2 separate regions of the Sus scrofa genome follow, and region 1 is linked to region 2. The links are chromatin contacts, called in public HiChIP or PLAC-seq maps. All regions are on one chromosome and are shown on one strand. Each heading gives the region's core, a stretch centred on a gene start, on an enhancer-like site or on the middle of the called end of the contact. The rest is flanking DNA. Distances are from core to core; before and after follow the strand shown.

The links. HiChIP or PLAC-seq counts read pairs in DNA pulled down with a chosen protein or histone mark.
Region 1: an H3K27ac HiChIP or PLAC-seq map of alveolar macrophages shows a contact between it and region 2. The contact joins two enhancer-like sites.

What each region holds. Positions count from the first base shown.
Region 1 is chr11:67,547,686-67,552,229 of Sscrofa11.1, reverse strand. All of the region lies in intron 1 of STK24 (serine/threonine-protein kinase 24), which reads left to right. Among named protein-coding and RNA genes, the nearest start is that of STK24, 16 kb to the left of the region's middle. Within about 2 kb of position 1,544, at least 10 of the 83 cell types and tissues checked have an H3K27ac peak or open chromatin away from gene starts, as enhancers often do. A contact at or near this core is called in alveolar macrophages, where this site is marked.
Region 2 is chr11:66,932,726-66,937,952 of Sscrofa11.1, reverse strand. No RefSeq gene overlaps it. Among named protein-coding and RNA genes, the nearest start is that of IPO5, 84 kb to the left of the region's middle. Within about 2 kb of position 2,667, at least 17 of the 83 cell types and tissues checked have an H3K27ac peak or open chromatin away from gene starts, as enhancers often do. A contact at or near this core is called in alveolar macrophages, where this site is marked.

The DNA.
Region 1 (4,544 bases), core at 295-2,794, 620 kb before region 2:
TATAAGGCTGGATGTTAAGCAGACCTAGGGAATGGACTGTCAGGAAAGGTAGTTGTGAGGTTTGGGTTCTTCTCTTTTCTTTGGTAATAAAGAATCTGAGGTGCTTCTAGACCCCCCTGTTTGTGTCATTCAGAATGCCTGCCTCCACATTGTCTTCCGCAGGAAAACCTGAAGGGTTTACATTAAGTGAAACTGCTTGCATTTCCTGGCCAGGTCACACAGCCTGCCTGCATTTATCTGTGCTGTGTGTGTGTGTGTGGCTGAAACTGCACACCTGCCAGTGGTGGGGGTCTCAGGTCACACTCCCGGGGGGCCGGGGGCCGTTAGCCCTGGCACCGGGGTGTGGCCCTAGATGGTGTGGGAAGGGGTTCCGTTACCCCATCCTGTGAAGGGGTCACAGAGAAGAAAGTAGTTTTTAAGTGGCGAGCGCTTTTCGCGGTGAGCTGCCTGTTGTCTTTCTCTTGGATGAATTACTGTGTATGTGAAGCAGAGGGTTTCTTGAGAGGAGGAGGCCTTCTCAACCCTCCTCAAAAGAAATAAATATTCATATGTGCGCGTGTATGTGTACAAAACGTGCTCTTTTATTTGTTTTCTTCACGGATATCTGGAGAATCTGATGATACCTGCATCAGTAGGGAGCCTCAGAGAAGCTTGTGGTGTAGCGCGCCTGGTCAGAAAGAATTTTTCCTCTTTGTATTTGCAAAGGAACAGAATTGGGATTTCTTTTATATTTCCAAGAGGAACAAAATCCTCAATGTCCTGGAAAATAATTGGAGGGCAGAGTTATAAAGATGGGTGGGGAAGTACTTTTAGCCTTTTCAAAATGGTAAAATTCTCAATGTTTTTATACCTGGCCTGTTGCATAGATTGTTCCTTACGATGTTAGCTGTCGTGGGTCAGATTAGGCTGTTGTTGGAATCCTGTGAAAATGCTCCCTCTCTTGGTTGGTCTTTTGCATCAGAGCAGCGATGGTCCCGCTTGCTTGTGCTGGGGTATGTGCACTGGGAAGGCCCTTTGAGCGGAGGGCTTTGGGGTGCTTATCTGCAGGCGTGGAGCCCCTTTCCCACTGCAGGTTGTCTGCACACAGTCTATTAAAACTAGTGTGCAGTAGGGGTTTGATGATGGGACAGAAGGCAGCCCCGTGCCCGCAATGGAAAAACCCCCTCCCTCCACCGCCACTACACTATTTTTAAAGCAAAAGCACCTGTAATCCCAGTGCTTGAATAGATCCGCTTCCTCCTCGCTCATTTTCCAGCTGTGGCGTCTGCTCTCTCGTGTGTGTCTTTAGATAAGGGTACTTCTGCGCGGTGCGCTTGGGTATTGTTTTCCGCCCAGAACGGGCCGTAAGTGTCGTCCCCCATCGTGGCACAGCTTCCACCTGATGATTTGGATGGCGTGCCTGACCCCCCTCTTTCGTGGAAGGCGTGCCCCCATCCTTAGGACTCGGAGTTCTGGCCAGAGGCACATTCCTCGTTGGCGTGGTTAGATAGCATTGCTTTGCTTTCTTTTGGCCTTTGGAGAAAGGAAGACTTCGTCACCCTCCCGCCCCCGCAGCAGCAGCAGCAGCAGCAGCAGCAGCAGCGTTACTGGGCAGCGCGGTGACGGGTGTCACTGCCCGCGTTTTGCGGGTTCCGGCCGCTGCGCTTACAGCAGGAAGCCAGATACTCAGCGATGGTGTTCACGCGGGGCCCCTTCCCCGTCACAGCTGTATCCTAAACCGCGGGCCTCGCTTGGGGCGGGGGCCCCGCAGCTTCTGTGGGTGTGTACACGGGGGTGTTACCGTGAGCATTAACTCAGACCAGCAAACCCCCTCCTTTCGGGCTCTCTCTCCCCTGTGGATGAAGCAGGCGTTGCCTGGCCCGGGGGGGGGGGGTGCCTTCATCTTCTTCGGATCCACGTCTTGTGTGCGGGGTAGATGCTCCGGTTTTCAGATGGCCCTGACGTCCTGGGTGGCTCTTTCTAGCCTTTGACTTAATGAAAAGTGGTGGAACCTGCAGAAGTGCACAGGATGAGAACAAGTGCAAATGTCGTGACCTAAAATGATGGGTGGGCGTGGACGTTCCCCCCCAAACTAGGAGGGTCCTGCTTTTTCATAGATGTGCAGCGTGTGTGTTTTGAGCGGCTGGGCGGTCAGCATTGAGGTCATTCCGTGAATTCCTGTTTCCCGCACGGTGCACGTGCGAGTGAGGGTCTGCCGGCCGAGGAGGCGCCTCTGGGAGGCGGAGGCTGTGGATCGCCCCGCATTGCTTCAGCTTCTCCTGCCACGAGGACTCAGACCAGGGAACATCTTCCCTCCAAGAGAGGCAGGAAAAACTCTTGGTTGTCAGAGGCCTTGGGGATTTTGGATGATGGCCATGGACCTATACTCTCGCCCTTCTACCATCTGTATATTTAATGTATAGAAAAACTTGAAAAATAAAAGGAAATAATATGAAAATACAGCATTACTGCATTTTGCTAGAATGTGCTTGCTTTTTGCTTGTCTTTTCGGGCTGCACCTGCGGCATGTGGAACCTCCTGGGCGAGGGGTTGAATTGGAGCTGCAGCCGCCGGCCTAGGCCACAGCCACGGCAACGGGGGATCCTTAACCCCCGGAGTGAGGCCAGGGATCAAACCTGTGTCCTCACACAGTGCTGGGTGCCTAATCCACTGAGCCACAGCTTTTTTCTTTATACACATTGAAGTTTTTCTTCTTTATTATGACTGAGTGTCTTTAGTTGTTCAACTCTTAGCACAGTGATCACAGAAAGGGAAGCTTGTCGGATAGAACCGTTGATGAAGAGCGTTGTCAGACTTTGTGAGGCTCTTGGCTGTTTTAAGCTGAAACACTGTGTAGCAGTGGCGCCAATGTGGCCCTTGACTTTGTAGCATTAGAGTTAACGAGGGACTTAGTAACGTTGCAGTTTGTAGTTTATTTCCACCATCACCACTGTTAAAGTTCGATGCAAGAAGAAGCAGATTTTTTTCATGTGTCAGAAATAGTTTGAAATAGGGCTGTTCCCAAGTACATTTCGTATGTTGTTTGTAAGTTTGTTGTTTGGAAATCTCGCATGTTTTCTTACAGAAACGAATTTCATAAAACAGCAGTTAAGTTGTGAAGCTAGGCGAGAAAAGTCTAACGGAGCTTTGCTTTAGGAGTTAGTTCCTGGTTCGGAAGGCAGGAAGCTAGTTGGTATGAGAGAATCGGAGCAGGAAGACCTGACTTTTCTTGGCCCAGGACTGGCCCTGTGCAACGCTTCTGAGTTGACCTGGGTCTCCTGGGCTTTGCTGGGCCTCGCTGTCACCTCCAGTCCCTTTGTCCTCCATCCTTTAATGCCTTCCTCATCCTGCAGCTGTGGTGGGGCACCCTCTGGGCTGCATTTCTTTGAGAAGTTCTCAGTGAGAGAGTCCTGTTCCTCTTTTTTTTTTTTTTTTTTTTTTGTCTTTTTGCTATTTCTTTGGGCCGCTCCCGCGGCATATGGAGGTTCCCAGGCTAGGGGTCCAATCGGAGCTGCAGCCCCCGGCCTACGCCAGAGCCACAGCAACTCGGGATCCGAGCTGCGTCTGCAACCTACACCACAGCTCATGGCAACGCCGGATCATTAACCCACTGAGCAAGGGCAGGGACCGAACCCGCAACCTCATGGTTCCTAGTCGGATTCGTTAACCACTGCGCCACGACGGGAACTCCCTGTTCCTCTTTTTAAAGTTGATTTTGGCTGCGTTGGGAAAACATTTCTACTAGTTCGTGCGCAGCAGCCTTTCTTAATCAGAGGACGAAAGAATGTGTGTTGATCTAAATAGATATCTAATAGGTAGACTATCCAGCCGTGGAAAACGGGTGGCATGATATAAGAGTGGCGGTGCGGGCTGCCGGGGGATCTGCCGTGTGGCCGACACTGTCCTGGCCTGGGATCCGGAGGATGAGCGGTAGCCCTGCCTTCAGAGGCCTTATCATCTCATAGCAGAGGCACGTGTGTGAACGTACATTTCCCTGGGATCATGGAGTTGTAGAAGGAAGTATGAGGCGCACAAGTAGCGCAGAGGATGGGGTGATGTCGAGAGGTGGCCGTTTGAAGATCAAAAAGGAAATGATGGCCGATCTTTTTTTTTTTTTAAAGGAGGACTCCAGACAGAATAGAATGTTCAAAAGCCTAAGAGTTTTTGTTTGTTTTTAATAGCACAGAGTATTTGAAAAAGCACAAGGAATTCAGTTTTGCTGGAAAGAAAAAGGAGAACAAGAGAGATGAAGCTGAAGAGGTAACTGGGGACCCGCTCAGAAAGGACCGTGCCGTGTGGTGTGGACGTCAGTGTGTTAGGTGGTGCGGCATTCCCGGGAGTGTTTGAGGTGGCAGAATGAGGCCAGTATTGTTTTGCAGTCGGGTGCTTGGACTGCAGAGGGGAGAGGCTGGTCCCTCAGCCAGGGCACCCCACCTGGAGGGAGACATCAGAGGGGCAAGAGACGGAGGGACCGGAGGGATTCAGGAGGGAGCAGAATGGGTCTGGTTGGTGATGGGGGGAGGGAGGGAGCCATCCTGGGATGGCCTTTAGGGATCTGGCTCGGG
Region 2 (5,227 bases), core at 1,418-3,917:
CTTCTCATGCTGGGGAAAGTCAGAGAACGAATAAAATCCTGCCACTACACATGTAACCTCTGCAACCCCATCCACACTTGAAGAGTTGCCGAGCCATCCACCTGACCCCCTAAGACAGCTTTGTCTCCTACCACCAGTGTTTCAAAACGCCTTCACTCTCCCGATAGCCCCCCAGGAGCTCCTGACTCCCAGACACGACCTTGCCCTCTGCAGGCACCACGCCCTGTTCAGGCTGGCGAGGACCTACCTCCAGAGCCTTCTACTTCTTTCCATTCCCAAGGCCTTGGGGATCTTAGAGAAACATCGCAGCGCAGTGATTTTCAAAGTGTGGTTTCCGGGACCAACAGCATCAGCATCCCCTCCTTAGAAACGCAATTCTCACGCCCCATCCCAGATACAGGAAGCCAGGAATTCTGGGAGTGGGCTTTGGGTGGTATTCCTCCAGGTGGTTCTGATGCAGCTACATTAGCACCAGAAGCATGGGCCTTAAAATAAGATGCAGCTCCTGCTTCCTTCTTCAGCCTTGCATTTTGCCAACATCGCCAACTACTCTTTTTTTGGTTTGTTTGGTTTTTGCGTTTTGTTCGTTTGTTTGTTTGTTTGCCTTTTAGGGCCACACCTACAGCATCATGGAGCTTTTGTTACATAGGCGGTTGGTTAAATCACTGACATTAGTGATTGATTTAACTTCCAGTCCCTCTCCCCTGAGAGGAGAAATCGGGGGGCAGGATGGGAAGTTCCCAAACTAGGAGTCAAATCGGAGCTACAGCTGCCGGCCTATGCCACGGCAACACCAGATCCGAGCTGTGTCTCCAACCTACACCATAGCTCAAGGCAACACCGGATCCTAATGCACTGAGTGAGGCCAGGGATTGAACCTGCATCCTCATGGATACTAGTTGGGTTCATTTCCATTGCACCATAACAGGAAGTCACCAGAATTTTAATGATAGCATTATCTGTAAGCTACAGAAAAAGACTAATAGGATTTCATGTTTTGAAGCTTCACCAATACTGTGTGGCATTTTCCAGTTTTTCTTTAAAAATTAGCATTATTCTGAGTGTTATTGATATGAGCTACTTCACAAACTGGGGGTACAAACATGGTCTCGTCTCTTTAAAGAACTAAAACTAATCCCAAATCTTATGCTCCCGACTAGGGAAAAAGTTAGTAAATCCTTCTTGGGGTTCCCCCTCCCCGAGGGTTATAGGGTCCTAGGATGAGGGTAGGTGGTTGGTGGCAAAGCCCGATTTTAAAGTTAGTTTTCTCTTGCCACTTGCTCCTTCTGGCTGTGAATTGTCAGAGCCACCTCCAAGCCCTCCAGAGACCTCCTGCAATCTAGAAAGGATGTCTTGCTGGGCAGACATAGCCCTGTGGACCCGTGACTTGGCAGGTGAAACCTGGGCTAGATTTCAGCTCCCACTTGCTTCTTTGAGCTGCATGTCCTTCACCTCCACAAGTGCTGGCCTCCCAAGTGCAGGACACCTGGTCCTGCATCCTCTGATGGAGGGATGCTGTGTGATGCTGACCGAGGGAGGACCAGTCCCTGCCTTCCCTGGGGTAGGGATACAGCTCTTACAGCTCAGCTATTTCAATTCCTGGGGCTGCCACTGCAGGAGGTGAGAGGCACCGGGGTAGGGCTCCCCTGGTCTCCTCTTGCCTGGACAGCCTCACCCCTCACCCTGAGAACACAGAGGCTCTGAGGTCTGCCCCTTTTAAGAACTCTAGGGCAAGCTCCGCTCCACCTCTCCCCTTATTTTAGAGTCCTGCTGGTGCCTTACCCCTGCTAAAGTTGACACACGTGACTTCTAGAACATGCTATGACAGAACAAAACACAAAAAAAACCCAGTGCAGCTTAGATTTCCCTCAGGATGACTTGATATGTGTAAGCATCATATTGTATTATGGTCTGTTTGCTTTCATCTGCAGTTACGCCGTAAATCAGATTGATTGTGAAATAAGCTGGTGGCTTCATAATCTTCAGCAGGTGGCTCCAAGGATCTGGACCTTTCAGGAAACTCAACAAGCCCTTTTTTTTTTTTTTTTTTTGTGATGGATTAGTGGTGGCTGTGACTTGCATATGAAATTGAGGCGCTGACTCACCCTCCCAGGCTTCCTGGTAGCAGGCACAGGGTTGCTGCAACGCTCAGCTGGCCTCCCTTGTGACAGATGACTTGTGCAAACAGATGCGGAGACTTAGGAGCCCAGCTAGGGGACAGGAATTGCTTCACCTGAGGAGTCAGTCACTCTTTTCCCCTAAGCAGTACTGCTTGCTTCTCATCTGAACCACACAGACCCCAAGAGCTAGTTCCCTCCATTAGGATCCGCAGAACTACTGGTCCCAAGGTAGATGATTACAAACAAGGAGGTTTGTTTTTCTTCGTTTAGCATTCTAGCAAGCTTGACCATCAAGAGGAAAAACTCCCAGAGCTCAGTTAAATCAAACCAAGGATTAAGTGAAAACACCAGCCAACAAAAATCAATAAATCATTAACTTGAACAGACTTTAGAGGCCTGTTACCTGGCTCGCTTTGCCACCTGACAGAAGGTTGGGTGGCTTCTGATAGGAAAGGAAAGTTGGTAATGATTTCCCGAGCCAGCGAGCGTGGATTCATCTTCTGTTCTCCTGGAGCGCGGAGAGGGAAGGGCTGGTAGCGGTGCTAGATCGCCACCTAGCGACCCATTCGTGCACATCACCGACGATGCGCAAAGGGGCTCCAAGATTGCCACTGCATGCCACAAACGAAATCAAGGCGCTTTGGTGAAAACGAATCGCAGCGAATCTCATGGGATAGATACCAAAGGACAGTGATTCCGACATTTTCCCTGCCTTCTACTTCCCACGCCTTGATTGTGCTGATCAGGGGAAGGAAGTGGAGAGTAGGTCTGGGAAACTTGTCATTTATTGAGGAAGCTGGGATTTACCTGCACGGTGAGACCGGCGGGAGGGGAGCGAGAGGAGAGTTCGGGGAAGCGGAGGCGGGGATGGTGCCCAGGAGCCAGCTCAGAAAACTCTACCAGTGTTTGGTTTTGGGAGACAGAGCACAGTTTGGGACCTCAGCGAGTTGGAGGCGAATAGGTGTTTTTAGGAAATTTTGCTATTTTCTCTTCAAGGCTTTTTGCTTTTTGCAGGACTAAGCTAGATCTCAAGTCATTTGCAAGCAGGCTGTATTTCTCTCTGGTTACAGATGAATATGTCACATCTCACCCTGTTATTTTGATATTTGGGGCAGCTGGGGGCATTAGGGACTAGAGGGAATTAAGGACACGCAATGCCATTGATGAATATTGACAAATGTCTATCAGCCTCTCTGTGTAGCAGGCACCCTCCTAATCGGTGCCCAGATAGAGGAGAACCTGCGACATCAGACATCGTGAAGGGTTGGGGAGAAGCGGGGGGATGAAATGAGGTGGAGAGGAAGGTGAGCTAAGGCCACAAAGCAGCTGAAAGAAACAGAAAACAATGAGCCAAGAGTCCCTGCAAGGGGCCGCTGGCCAGCACCCGCCTCATCCCTTCTCCCTGGGCCACTGCAGGATGTCACACTCTTGCGCCTGAGGCAAGTGGAAGTTCCCCGGCCAGGGACTGAATCCGAGCTGTGAACTACACAACAGCTGCAGCAACACCAGATCCTCAACCCTCTGCGCTGGGTCAGGATCAAACCCGCACCTCTGCTGGGACCCAAGCTGTTGCAGTCAGATCTTTAACCCACTGTGCCACTGCGGGAACTCCCAGGAGCACTTTTTGTAAAATGGGATGAGGTTCTCTTCCTGGGATTTGCAAATACATGTCACATGTAAGTTGAATAAGCTGATATTTTTCTCTGTAGAATTATATTACTATTAAATATAATGACTTCTGTCAACTGTGACTTCTGTACCAGATTCCTAGCTCTTTAGCATGCTCTGAATGCCCACCATCCTTCCCATCCTGTATGTCCATTGTCCATCCGTCCATCCTTCCATCCATCCATCCATCCACCCAGCCACTCCTGTATCCATCCTTTATTCAAGTATTCTAGTCTGGGTCCGACATATGTTAAGCCTTGAATAGTCACTGATGCTCAGTATGCCAGCACCAACCCCATTCTTCCAGGCTCCAGAGAAGGTGTTCCCACTTCCCCTGGGGAGGGGCGATGTTCACGTAGAGGATGCCGGGTCTTCTGTGCTGAGCCACAGAATTCAGTGGTGTCTGAAGCCAGGCATGGCCTTGGGCCCCCAGACCGGATAGTTATTCGAAGAGCCAATCAGTTCTCTCCTTTGACTGAGCCAGTTTCATTGGGTGTCTGTTGATGACACCTGTGGGAGGAGTGACCAAAATAGACAATGTCTTGGTTTGATAGCTCAGGTTATTACCATGGTACTAACACGGCTTCCGTTACTAGTCTCGTTACCACAGGGTCCAGGTAGCACTGCTGAGAGAAAGCTAGGCTCCCTGAACATCTCGGACAAAAATAAGATTTTGAGGAATTTCTGCTGTGGTGCAACAGGACTGGCAGTGTCTCTTTGGAATGCTGGGATACAGGTTTGATCCCTGGCCTGGCACGGTGGGTTAAGGATCTGGCATTGCAGCCCAGATCTGATCCCTGGCCTGGGAACCTGGGAATTCCATATACCATGGGGTGGCCAAAAAAGAAAAAAGAAATCTAAAAATGAGATTTTAAGAACGCAAAACTGCCTCATTACAGACACTTCTTCGAGGCAAGCAGAACAGCTCAGGACATTTTCTACCAAGGATGGCTCGGGATTGCATCTCTCTATACACAGAACTGGATGTTCTGGAAAGAATTGAAGTAGCACATTTGAAATGATAATAATTCACATTTTAAAATGAATAGATATTTTGACATTTTAACGAACATGTATCCTGATTTTTTTTTTTGTCTCTCTCTTTTTTAGGGCTGCACCTGTGGCATATGGAGGTTCCCAGGCTAGGGGTCCAATTGGAGCTGTAGCCGCCAGCCTATGCCAGGGCCACAGCCATGTGGGATCCGAGCTGCGTCTGCAACCTACACCACAGCTCATGGCAACCCAGATCCTTAACCCACTGAGCAAGGCCAGGGATCGAACCTGCCTCCTCATGGATACCAGTCAGGTTCGTTAACTGCTGAGCCACGGCAGGAACTCCCCCATCCTGAATCGTGTTGAAATAGTTGGTGTCATCAAACTGCTTAGAGTACTGAAATGTGATCGAATTACAAAAATCAAATGGATTATGGACCAAATAT